2 separate regions of the Vulpes vulpes genome follow, and region 1 is linked to region 2. The links are chromatin contacts, called in public Hi-C maps. All regions are on one chromosome and are shown on one strand. The core of a region is the stretch at or near the end of the contact, and the rest is flanking DNA. Distances in the headings are between cores, read along the strand shown. Region 1 holds the start of NUPR2 (nuclear protein 2, transcriptional regulator). Region 2 holds the start of NIPSNAP2 (nipsnap homolog 2).

The links. Hi-C and Micro-C count contacts between places; a contact is called where the count stands out from the background.
Region 1: a Hi-C map of skeletal muscle shows a contact between it and region 2, with 3 times the contacts expected there. The contact joins the promoter of NUPR2 here to the promoter of NIPSNAP2 in region 2. A contact is called at or near these places in 2 of 3 Hi-C or Micro-C datasets (both in skeletal muscle).

What each region holds. Positions count from the first base shown.
Region 1 is chr3:75,103,678-75,109,944 of VulVul3, reverse strand. It overlaps NUPR2 (nuclear protein 2, transcriptional regulator), which reads left to right and starts at 4,481. Exons shown (of 2, transcript XM_026017502.2): 1 at 4,481-4,835; 2 at 5,102-5,333. The coding sequence starts at 4,533. The coding sequence ends at 4,829. CHCHD2 (coiled-coil-helix-coiled-coil-helix domain containing 2) reads left to right here and starts at 4,526. Exons shown (of 4, transcript XM_026017501.2): 1 at 4,526-6,267.
Region 2 is chr3:74,963,055-74,969,185 of VulVul3, reverse strand. It overlaps NIPSNAP2 (nipsnap homolog 2), which reads right to left and starts at 3,752. Exons shown (of 10, transcript XM_072752748.1): 1 at 3,437-3,752. The coding sequence starts at 3,528.

The DNA of each region.
Region 1 (6,267 bases), core at 3,232-5,731, 140 kb before region 2:
AGTTTGCGAATGAGTGTCACAAGTCTCATCAGAGGGATATCAGAGACAAGAGCAAGCTCTGCTATGGCCCAAAGGCAGACACAGGGAGTCACTCCACCATAGGCCTTGGGCAGGCCATATGACCTGGCTGAATCTCTATTTCTCTTTCTGCTACCTTATGAGGTGGTTGCAATAATTCATTAGAAAGTAATGAGATAGGGACGCCTGGGTGGCTCAGTGGTTGAGCATCTGCCTTCGGCTCAACATGTGATCCTGTGGTTCCAGGATCAAGTCCTGCTCCCAGCTCCCTGCAGGGAGCCTGCTTCTCCCTCTGCCTGTGTCTCTTCCTCTTTCTCTCTCTCTCTCTCTCTCTGTGTCATGAATAAATAAAATCTTTAAAGTAAATAAATAAAATCTTATTGCAATGATATCAGAATTCATTCAGAGCTCTGAGGCAAGATAGCAAAGACAGATCATAGCACCTGCTTTTAAACATCATCTCAGAAGCTAGAATTGTTTAGCAATCTGTGAACTGACAAGTAAGGGGTTTATATAAAGGGGCATAGTAAAATGGAAGAAACTATTATCTAAGGGTCAGAAGATCTCATTCTCAGCCTGGCTCTGCTTTTTATTAGTTATACAACCTCCAGGAAGTTGTTAAACTGTTTTGTCATCTGGAAAATTGGGACAGTAATATTTCACCAGGTTCTTATAAAGATCAAGAAACATAATATATGGCTTTGATTGTTGCATCTAAATCCATTCCCTACACTAGAAAGATCAATGACTCCTTGGAAGAAATGGCTGATTCCAGGTCTGTGGCATACAATGTATAAGATGAGCCTGGATGGACACTGTGGTTCACCAGAAAACAAGACTACTAGGTTAATGCCAATACAATGTAGGAATCACATGAAGGAGCTCCCACTGGCCAAAGACTGAACAATTTGAGTATTAAAAAAGAATAAAAATGGGGACGCCTGGGTGGCTCAGTGGTTGAGCATCCGCCTTTGGCTCAGGGCGTGATCCTGGGTTCTGGGATCGAGTCCCACATTGGGCTCCATGCATGGACCCTGCTTTTCCCTCTACCTAAGTGTCTCTCTCTCTCTCTCTCTCTCTCTCTTTGTGTCTCTTATGAATAAATAAATACATAAAATCTTTAAAGAAAATAAAGAATAGTCCCACACAGGCTCCCTCCATGGAGCCTGTTTCTCTTTCTGCCTATGTCTCTGCCTCTCTCTGTGTCTCTCATGAATAAAGGAAATCTTAAAAAAATAAAAATAATAAATAATAAAAAAGAATGAAATTGATTGAACACATTGTTTTTTTTTAAAAGATCCATGAGTTTATAATGATTCTCAAGAATCTACTTGAGAAAGAAAAAAAGTAGAGTCTATTAGAACCTGAAAACTCATTTTTTCCATTTTTTTTTTTTTAGGTTTTATTTATTTATTCATGAGAGGCAGACATAGAGCGTGATGCAGGCTCCTTACAGGGAGCCCGATATAAGACTCAATTCCTGGGCCTGGGATCACACCCTAAGCTGAAGACAGATGTTCAACCACTAAGCCACCCAGGCATCCCTGAAAACTCATCTTTTTTTTTTTTTTTAAGATTTTATTTATTCATGAGAGACAGAGAGAGAGGCAGAGACATAAGCAGAGGGAGAAACAGGCTCCACGCAGGGAGCCTGATGTGGGACTTGATCCCACATCTCCAGGATCACGCCCTGGGCTGAAGTTGGAACTAAACCGTTGAGCCACCTGGGCTGCCTGAAAACTCATCTTTAAAAGGCAATTAGGGGCACCTGGCTGGCTCAGTTGGAAGAGCATGTGACTCTTGATCTCTGAGTCATGGGTTCAAGCCCCACATTAGGTGTATAGATTACTTAAATAAAGAAACTTAAAAAAATAAAAGGGAATTAAATATTTTTAGCCTTTCTTGTCAAAATGTATTTCAGAGTAACCAAATGGCCTGGGAATGACTGAATTAAAAAATTACATTTCAGGGATCCCTGGGTGGCGCAGCGGTTTGGCGCCTGCCTTTGGCCCAGGGCGCGATCCTGGAGACCTGGGATCGAATCCCACATCGGGCTCCCGGTGCATGGAGCCTGCTTCTCCCTCTGCCTGTGTCTCTGCCTCTCTCTCTCTCTCTGTGACTATCATAAATAATAAAAAAATAAAAAAATAAAAACATAAAAAATTACATTTCAAAAAAAAATTACATTTCATAGACCATAATGAAAGCAAATGAAAACAATAGCAAATAAAGAAATGAAATATAGATGAAATCATTAGATAAAAGTTTATGTGGAACCACATTCACAATTGCAAGGAAAGGCTGTTACCACCTGATCTCACTGATCAGTCATAGCATCCCTAAAATTGGCACAGTGAGCTATTGTGGATATCCTGGTGTGATGCCAACACACATTACTTCCTAGGAAGTTTTCTTGTTCCTCAAATTGAATCTGAGTATAAACAACCCTCTAGATCCAATGTCAATTTACAGGAAATATAAAAGAGAGAGGAACAAGTTAAATGATACCAGGAAGCAGCAGACAAATTCACAAAGTGGGACATTTTACAGGACAACTGACCCAGTTTCTGCAACACATCACTGTCAGGGGAAAACGAAAAGGACAGGGAAGCTGCCCTAGAATATGAGAGACTTCCTTGTAAGCTTCGTGTATAGATTTCATATATATTTTGAATTGTATTCTGATGTCTCTTGGACAACCAGAGAAATGTGATCCCAGAATTAAGATAATAAGGGGACTGGTTGATTTTTGTCAGGTGTGAAAATAACACTCCAGTTATGTAAGAAATAAATCTGAAATTTTTCAGAGCGAAGTATTGAGAAATATAGGGGTGAAAGGACATAAAGTCTGCAGCAGAGAAAGAAAGGGAGATGTGAAGGACATGTGACAGGGTCATGACGATTGTTGAATCCCTGTGATGGGAGTTCACTGTTCTATACTTTGCACTTTTAAGATATCTGAATATTTTCATAACAACAAATTCTAAAGAGATTTTTTTTTTTTTAGGGCTGCCTGGGTGGCTCAGCTGGTTAGGCGTCTGCATCCCTCTGGGGTCCCGATCTCAGGTCCTGGGATCCAGCCCCACATGGGCCCTGCTCAGCGGGGCGGGGGGGGGGGGGGGGGGGGGAGGGGCGTCTCCATCTCCCTCTCTTCATCCCGCTTCAGTTCTCTGCATGCTCATCTCACTCAAGGAAATAAAATATTTTTTAAAGAGATTTTTTAAAAAGAACCTGTGTGGGAGAGTAGTAAAAGGATAAATACTAGTTTCTCGCCTTGGCAATGGCAAATGTAACCCGTGGGCGGAAGAGAACCCCTCTGGGTACTTTATTAAGCGCACTGCCCCCGGACGGCTCCACGGAGAACCGCCGCCCGCCCAGAGCGCCGGGGTGCAGGCCGCGAGCCGGGGACGTGCTGCGGGGAGCGCGGGATGGGACTCGGCGCTACGGGCACGCGGGGGGTCACACACGTGCCCAGGGTCGTTGTCTCTTAAGCATGGAGATACTTCTCATCTATTAAAGAGAAAATCCTCTAGAGGATAGCCTCAGATTCTGTGGGAAGAGGATTACCTGGGCTGGCGGAGCCTCCGAGAACGGGCGCTCAGCGCAGGGCCTCCGCGAGGGCAGCGCTGAGGCCGGCAGGGACGCGACCACGAGGCGCGGGGGTGGACGCAGGGGCTGCGGCGCTGCAGAGCTCGCCGACGACTGCCCCCTCACCCCTCGGCCCCCGACGCCCCGCCGCAGCCCGCGGGGCCGCACACCCAGTGCACCGAGGGCCCCGCACCGCCGCCCGCTGCTCCCGCCCTCACCCCAGAGCCCCGCGCGTCGCGGCCAGCTCCGGCGTCTCCCACCGAGGACTTGCGCTCCCGCTCGGTTCCGGCTGTGGTCGCGGGCGCGGAGCCCGCTCCGTTGCTGTCCGTCCCTGAGCTCGAGGCACTCGTGCTCCTGAGCAACCCCGGGAGGGTGGGAAGGAGAAAGGGCTAACGGGCCCTGGCCTCCCAGCCAGAAACACTTGCACGTCAGATGCCTCCGATACGCCAGTGAGAGCTGGAGCGCGGGCCCGCGGAGCAGCGAGCTCCACGCGGCTCGACCCCAGGGCCCCGGGGCCACGACCTCGGCCGCCCAGGAGCCCCGGGACACGTTCGGCCCGTTCACACGGACAGAGGTCTTAGGAGTCCAGCGCTGGGACACCAGACCCGGCCTCCAGGAGCGAACGTCTCACGCCCCCGCGCGCCCCCCAACCGCAGCTGTACCCGGAGGGGTGCAGACCCGCCTTCCCGGCGCACTCCGTCGCCGCGGTAGGGGCTCGGGGGCGACCCGTCGGGCCCCAGGCACCCAGCGCTCAGCCGGGTCCGCCGAGGGCCCGTCTCGCGCTGGCGGCGCGGGCTCGCGGCTCGCAGCTCTCCCGGGGAGCGCCGGGACGCCCTCGGGCTCTGTGACGTCAGCCGCAAGCCCCGCCCCGCGGGCAGGGCGGTCCCGAGGGGCGCGCGCGGGCGGGCGGCCCGGGGGCGGGAGACATGGACGCGGCCCTTCTGGGCGCAGAGGCTCAGGTCCGGCCGCAGCCTCCCGAGGGGTGGCCGCCCGGGAGCTCGGACGAGGAGCCCTGCGACTGCCTGGATTACTACTACCTGCGCGACTTCCCGGCCTGCGGGGCCGGGCGCAGCAAGGGTCGGACGCGGCGCGAGCGGGAACTGCGAACCAACTGGCCGGTGCCCGGCGGCCACGAGCGCAAGATCGCGCAGAAGCTCGTCAACGGCCAGCGCAAGCGCCGCCAGCGCCAGCTGCAGCCCAGGGCGCGCACTCGCCTCCCCTGAGCGCAGGTGCGTGTGGGCGGCCGCGGACCCCGCCCCCCGGGAAGCCCCGCTCGCGCCGGCCCCCTCGCGAGGCCGCTCTGCGCTGGCCTGGCGCCGCCGGACCCCTAACGCCAACGTATCTGGGCTGTGCTCAGAATAACGTAGAACTACCTTCTGGATTTTGTAGTTGGGAGAAGAGGCTGGGAGACGCAGAAACATCTTTTTTAAAATAGAAGTGGAGAATTTACTTCCAGTGTTTATGCATGGGCTAAAGAGAGTTTTCTTTTTGTCAGTTTTCTGCAGGATACCCGAAGGCCTTGATAAAAGTATTTTCCCTGACTCCAGCTGTAACTGGTCGTAAGGGAGAAAATCCATGTTGGTCAACATCACTTCTTTTCGACATCGCTTAAGTTTACTGCTTCAGTATCTTTCCCTTACTGATTGTTAATTAAGTAACATCCAAGTGTCCAAGTGGGTATGCCTTTTTAGGGTTTTTAATTAAAAGCAGCAAGAGTGGCATTTTAATTCTGGTTTTGTTTTTTCCAGTTGCTACGGTAACTCGTTTCCGTTTCAGGTCCAAAAATGAACAAATAAGTTTGTCTTATGCGTAAAGATGAATGGGGGGGGGAGAACAAAGATAGGAATCTGTACAAGATTTCATAGATGTAGTGTGCAGTTTAATATTTTTTGCCAGAATAGGAATACATTTCGTTGTAATAGTGTTTTGAACATTTGCTAGGTTCTCTGCACTGCTGATCTCACAATCCTTTCAGGTGGACGCTGCTACTCTCGTTTTATAGAAGGGATTCTACAAAGACCAGTTATTGCAGATACTCAAAAGTATTCACTCCTTACAGCATCAGTTTTCCTCTACTGTAGGCAATATTCTGTGATTCAGAACCATCCCCAAACTCCATGTTCAACAACAAGAATTGAGTTGTGGCTTAAAAATTATACACAGTATGTCAGAGTGGCTGTCCTCTTCAGTGTGCATTCTTTTAGGTCTCTGTGCACAGTAGGGAGTCCCTGGTCAGGAAAGAAACGTGGTGCTTACTGGAAGGAGCAACCTGAATTTTAATCCTGTGAGTGTTCATTGCTGTGGCATCCAGCAAACTTCTGAGGTAACTATTTTTAAGTTACACCAAGCCTCAGGCTACTCATTTGTAAAATGGGAATGATCCTGGATCACCTTACCAAACCGTGGGTTATAGGTTAAACATATAAAACATCTCATACAGTTAAGACCCTGGCACATAAGTTACTCAATAAACTTTTTTAAATTTACAGAACACAACCCCCTCTTCTATTGTCAAAGTCTTATATTCTTAAAATGTCTCCAGGTGGTGTGCTCTAGTGGGGGTCCTGGCTCTGGAGTCAAACACCTGTACGAACTTGTACAAGCTGCTTAAACTCCAAGTTATCTGTTTCCTTATCTGTAAAATGGATATAATATAGTACC
Region 2 (6,131 bases), core at 2,503-5,002:
GACTCCAGACAAGTGTTGCCAAGAGTTAGGCAAGGGAACCAGGGAGATGGTGAGAGAGAAGGCAGAGCCAAGACATGCTGGAGGTAGAACTGACAGATCTGGCAAGTGTCTAGCTGGGAGATGGTGGGCCTGCGGCCACGAAATGGAAGACGGACCAGTACTTGAGAGAGAACCCAGGAAGAACAGGCAGGCTCTGCAGGAGGCAGATGAGTTAAATTCTGGGTACAGTAAGCATCTCAAGCAGGACATTAGTGCAATGTCCACGAAGCAAATGCAACTCCAGGCCTGTCACTGAGCAGAGCTAGGTAAGAGGTGCTAGCATGTATCTCCTGGGAAGACAGCATCCTTCCCTTCTGAAATCCCTCTTGCAAGGTCACACACGGATCCCTAGGGGCAAATCCAGTCTTCTGTCATCTTTACTTTTTAGCAACATCTGGCACAGCTGGCCACCACCTCCTTGAAATACCTCCCTTTGGGCACTGCCACAAACAGCAACCTCACTGGCTTTCCCACATTCCCTTGCTCCCTCTCCTTCCTACATTTAGCCTGGGAAAGTTGTTTTAATTTCATTCAATTGTAGTACTGGTTTCAAAAGTAGAATTAAGTGATTCATCACTTACATATAACACACAGTGCTCATCCCAACAAGTGCCCTCCTTAATGCCCATCCCTTTTTGTTCTCCATATCTGAGTCTTTTATGGTTTGCCTGTTTGTATCTCACTTTATTTTTTCTTCCCTGTTTTGTGACTTAAATTCTACATATGACTGAAATCATATTTGTCTTTCTCTGACTTATTTTGCTTACAATAATACACGCCAGTTCCATGTTGCAAGTGGCTAGATTTCATTCTTTTTGATCACTAATATTCCATTGTACATATATACCACATCTTCTTTATCTATTCATTGGTGGACAGACATCTGGGCTCTTTCCATAATGTGGGTAGCCTGTGGATGTTGACATCTCAAAGCCTGTTTCTCAGCCCTTTCTCTATCCACACTCTTCAAGCAATCTCATCCATTCCTATGAATAATGTTTTATTAAGAAAATTTTCAATTAAATGCAAAACAGTATAACAAAACCTACATATCTATCAACATTTAGCATTCCTATATACTGACAACTCCTAAATGTAACGTGTAGTCCAGACATCTCCTTTGAAGAGTCAAATAGATCAAATAGGCCAAATACCTTTCCATTTGAATAGCTCACAGCCATCTCCAACTTTACCAGGTTCAGAAGTGCTCTGGATTCTCCCTTCCTGTTCTTCCTTCTCTGAATTAGGAGCAAGCTCCCAGATGGCAACAACTTTATTCACTGATATTTCCCAACAGCGCCTGGCACATTATGGGCACTCATATGCCTGTAGAACAAGGGACTTTCGGGAAATGGCACCAGCATCTGCCCAGTTGGCCACAACCCTTGATTCTGTCTGCTTTCCAAATCAGATTGGTATGTTAAAAACACAGGCCAGATCCTGTCACACTAGAATTTATATCTTTAAATGTCTTCCGTGGCTTTCAGTATAAATTCCAAACTCTCTAAAATGGCTTGCAAGGCCTGGAATTATGGGGCTACTGCTCCCTGCCACCGTCTTCTAGCCTCTCTTCCCTTTACTATGCTCCCCTTCCTAGGCTTTTCTGGAGCTTGCTGGTATGCCTCACTCCTTCCCAGTCAGGGCTTTCCTGCACACTGACCCTTCAGGCTGCAGCTCAATGGCACCTTCTTGGAGAGGCCTTCCATGATTTCATGTGGTAGGTTCCCTGATGTTCTCTGACACCACTACCTCAATCTTTAAGTCTGTATGGGTTTTTACCTCTGCCATATGGCTTGCTGGGCATAGTGACCATGACTATTATGCTGAGTTCCACAAAACTTCAAAGACATATACACTCATATACATTCAGTATTTGTAGAAGCAGTGAATTAATTGGGTCTAGACTGAGGCCTAAAGAACATCTACAGTTAAGGCAGTCAAAAGATACAAGGGGCCTGAGAGAGTAATCCAAGAGCTGACATGTTGTGCTTCAGTTTCAAGAGCATTTGACCCCACAAGAAGTGGGGGTACTGGGCAGACCCAGGTCCAAATCTCCAGTTTACTACTTTTGTGACTATGGGATCTATAGGTGAATATGCTGGGTCTTTTTGGAAAAAAGAAAATATAAATTTCACAGTTTCTTATCACCTGTGTGAAAAAAAATAAGACACAGCAGATGCTCAGTAACAGAATGAAAATAAAAGGTTGATTTGTTCATCAACTTGGAAACATAAACATCAAATTTGGAAACACAAGGGGGATCCCTGGGTGGCTCCGCGGTTTGGCACCTGCCTTTGGCCCAGGGTGTGATCCTGGAGACCCGGGATCGAATCCCACATCGGGCTCCCAGTGCTTGGAGCCTGCTTCTCCGTCTGCCTGTGTCTCTGCCTCTCTCTCTCTCTCTCTGTCTATCATAAATAAATAAATCTTAAAAAAAAAAAATTTGGAAACACAAGGTGGACATTAGTCCTAGGAAGGGAAGGGTGCCAGGCCTGAAGCCTGATAAACTTGAGTTCAAATGCCTTTTCCAGCTGGATGTCTCACCTCCATGGAGGTTACGTCTCATCTATAAAATGCAGATCCTGTTACTTCCTTAAGATTGGTACTAGGATTAAATTAAATAAACTCTCTGGCCCATAATAAGTGTTTAAAGAACAGGCAGTCCCTTTACTCTTTTGTTAAGCAGCAACTGAATTTAGTTCTAGAGGCTCGTTATTAAACCACAGATAACGTTTAAGTGACAAATGTAAAGAAAGCAAGAAAGCAAATCTATGTAAGTCAGTAGGAGCTTGGTTTTTGATGGAAAACAGGACATGGATGTGTCAGAGGGATGAATTCAAGAGAGCTGAATATTTAATCCACAGAGGTTAGAAAAAGTCTAAAGTTGAACCCAAGGCCTACTTGGGGCTGATGACTTGTAAAACCTTCCTGATCGTCACCTACTTCTCCACCCCACTCCGACGGCCGGCAGCGCCGAGCCCACCCGCGACGCCCCCGCGCTCCCGGGGCTCACCGGCAGGCGCTCTTCTCCCCCCTGGAGCTCGGTGCTGTCCGCGGCGCCACTCGCAGAGCGGACCCCAGGCCCTGCGCACAGCCCGCCCTGGGCGCCCGCGAGCAGCCGGATGCCGAGCCCAGGGCCTGGGTCGCGCCGGGTCAAGGTCCCACAGGCCAGGCCCACACGGCGCGCGGACGTGGCCTGGGCACCGGGCGCCGTCCCCCCGTGACCTTGAGCACGGCCGGCCGGGACAGCGCTCTGACTGTGCCGAGGCCCTCACGCGCCCCGCCCCGGCCCCCGCTGCCCGGGGCCTGCTCAAGGGAGCGCTGGCGGGCCGTGGACCCGCGCCCTCCGCCCTGGCGGCCACTCCGCGGCCGGTCCCGGGAGGGCAGCGCTGCTCACCGGAGCACAGGCTGCAGGCTGCAGGGAGCGGCCCGCCGCAGGACGCCGCCGGCCCAGGCCGCTCCACAGGCCTGCACAACTCGCGCCGCCATCTTGCTCTGGCGCCTGGGCTCCCGCCGCGCGGGCCGCCGCTGACGCCGCCGACGCCGCCCCACGGCCACCACCGCGACCCCTCCCCCGGCCGGGCCCGCCGAGGCGGGGGTGGGGCGGGGCGGGGCCCGCCGAGTGGGGCGGGGCGGGGCGGGGCGGAGCGGGGCTCGGCCCGCCGGGGCTGGGGGCTGAGGGCGTGGCCGCCAGGGGCAACTGACGGCGAAGCAGGAGAGGACATCGCCCCCTGCGGAAGAAGCTGGGTGTCCTGACCCGCCTGCGCAGGAGAAATATGAGCAGACGTTACTGTACAGTACCGGCTCTGCGGTTTAGCGCCGCCTGCGGCCCAGGGCCTGATCCTGGGGTCCTGGGATCGAGTCCCACGTCGGGCTCCCGGCATGGAGCCTGCTTCTCCCTCTGCCTGTGTCTCTGCCTCTCTCTCTTTTAAATAAATAAGATCTTAAAAAAAAAAAAAAATTCTGGATTGTTCGTTGCTTGGGTGCTGAGTTTGATAAGTCCAGTCATGAAATGAGCAGAAGATATGAACAAAAATTTTTCTAAAGACATACACATGGCCAACAAGCACGTGAGAAAATGCTCCGCATTGCTTTTTATTAGGGAAATACAAATCGAAACCACAATGAGATCCCACCTCACACCAGTGAGAATGACGAAAATAACAAGACAGGAAACCACAAATGTTGGAGAGGATGCGGAGAAAGGGGAACCCTCTTGCACTGTTGGTGGGAATGTGAACTGGTGCAGCCTCTCTGGAAAACTGTGTGGAGGTTCCTCAAAGAGTTAAGAATAGTTAGTTACCCTACACCCAGCAATTGCACTGCTGGGAATTTACCCCAAAGATACAGATGTAGTGAAACCCAGGACACCTGCACCCAATGTTCATAGCAGCAACGTCCACAATAGCCAAACTGTGTAAGGAGCCTCGATGTCCTTCCACAGATGAATGGAGAAAGCAGATATGCTATATGTATACAATGGAAGACATCAGAAAGGATGAACACCCACCATTTGATTCGACGTGGATGGAACTGGAGGGTATTATGCTGAGTGAAGTAAGTCAATCGGAGAAGGACAAACATCATATGGTTTCACTTATATGGGGAATATAAGAAATAGTGAAAGGGATTATAAGGGAAAGGAGGGGAACTGAGTGGGAAAAATCAGAGAGGTAGACAAACCATGAGAGACTCCTAACTCTGGGAAACAAAGGGTTGCAGAAGGGGAGGTGGATGGGAATAATGGGATAACTGTGTCGCAGGCACTAAGGAGGGCACTTGATGGGATGAGCACTGGTGTTATATGTTGGCAAATTGAATTTAAATTAAAAAGAATCATTCTGGATGTAAACATATTGAAGTTATCTCGTGGTCTAGGGACTACATTGTTCCCGTTCATCCCAACCTTGGTTGGTGCTGCCACCCCCATCTGTTAGGGCAGGATATGAACCAACAACTGGCCGAGTGTGTCAAGTGTTGGCAGGAAGAGGCTCACAAGAGGCGACATGAGAGAGGGCACTGAGGGGACACGAGTTGACCCATGGAAGGGAGGGCATCTCAGGCCAAGAAGCAGGTCATGATGGCACGGTTTAGGGAAAATGTATCCTGGGTAAGATAAAAGCCACAAATGTAACCTTGAAAGCTGCAACCAAGACAAGTTAGGCAGAAAGGGAGTCAGTGAGAGAAGGGGGAGAAACAAGGAATAGGCCCCAGCCTGAGGGGAGCATTTGGAGGGCAGTCCAAATCTGCGGAGGCCAAGAGGAAACTGCCCTCAGGACTGCAAAGCTGGGACGTCTCTGTGATCCAGGCAGGCCTCTGCCTAAGAGGGGTGGGGGCAGGAGCTGGGCTTCCTGGAGGCAAAGGCAGCTTTGGAGTTTTCTGACTGGAGGACTATTTGAACATGTTAATAATGTCAGGGAGCCATTATGGAGGACATAAAGTGTCATAAAGGATGGAGGAGTGGCAAGGATTTGCTCCAGACCGGGGACATACATATCTCTTGGAGGCCATTAGAAAAAAGACCAAGGGACACAGGACAAGAGACCAGAGGCTGTGTGGCTGAGCGGGTTCCTGATCTCAACTGGCTTATGCTTAGTGAGCTGGTTAAGAAACCCGGATAGACAGGGCAGCCCCGATGGCCCAGGGGTTTGGCGTTGCCTTCAGCCCGGGGTATGATCCTGGAGACCCTGGATCCCCCCCCTCGTCAGGCTCCCTGCATGGAGCCTGCTTCTTCCCTCTGTGTGCCTCTCTCTGTCATAAATAAATAAAATCTTGAAAGAAAGAAGAAAAAGAAAAAGAAAGACAGACAGAAAGAAAGAAAGCTGTTAGACCCAAAAGGGAGGCCAAAATGAGCTTTCCCCAGAGCAGAAAGTACATGTCCCAATCCTCCACTGCAGGAAGCAAGCTTCTTCAAGCCAGTGATGTCGGTGTGCCCTTTGTGACTTTCTCACACATTCTCCCAACTTCCCAGCTATTTTTTAAGAGACCAATGCTTTAAAATATATTTTCCTGAAAAATTTTTTTTTTCCCTGAGATGTAAGCTTGATGTTGCTTTTGTGCTACTTAGAATTAGGCCACTTACTCTGCATCTT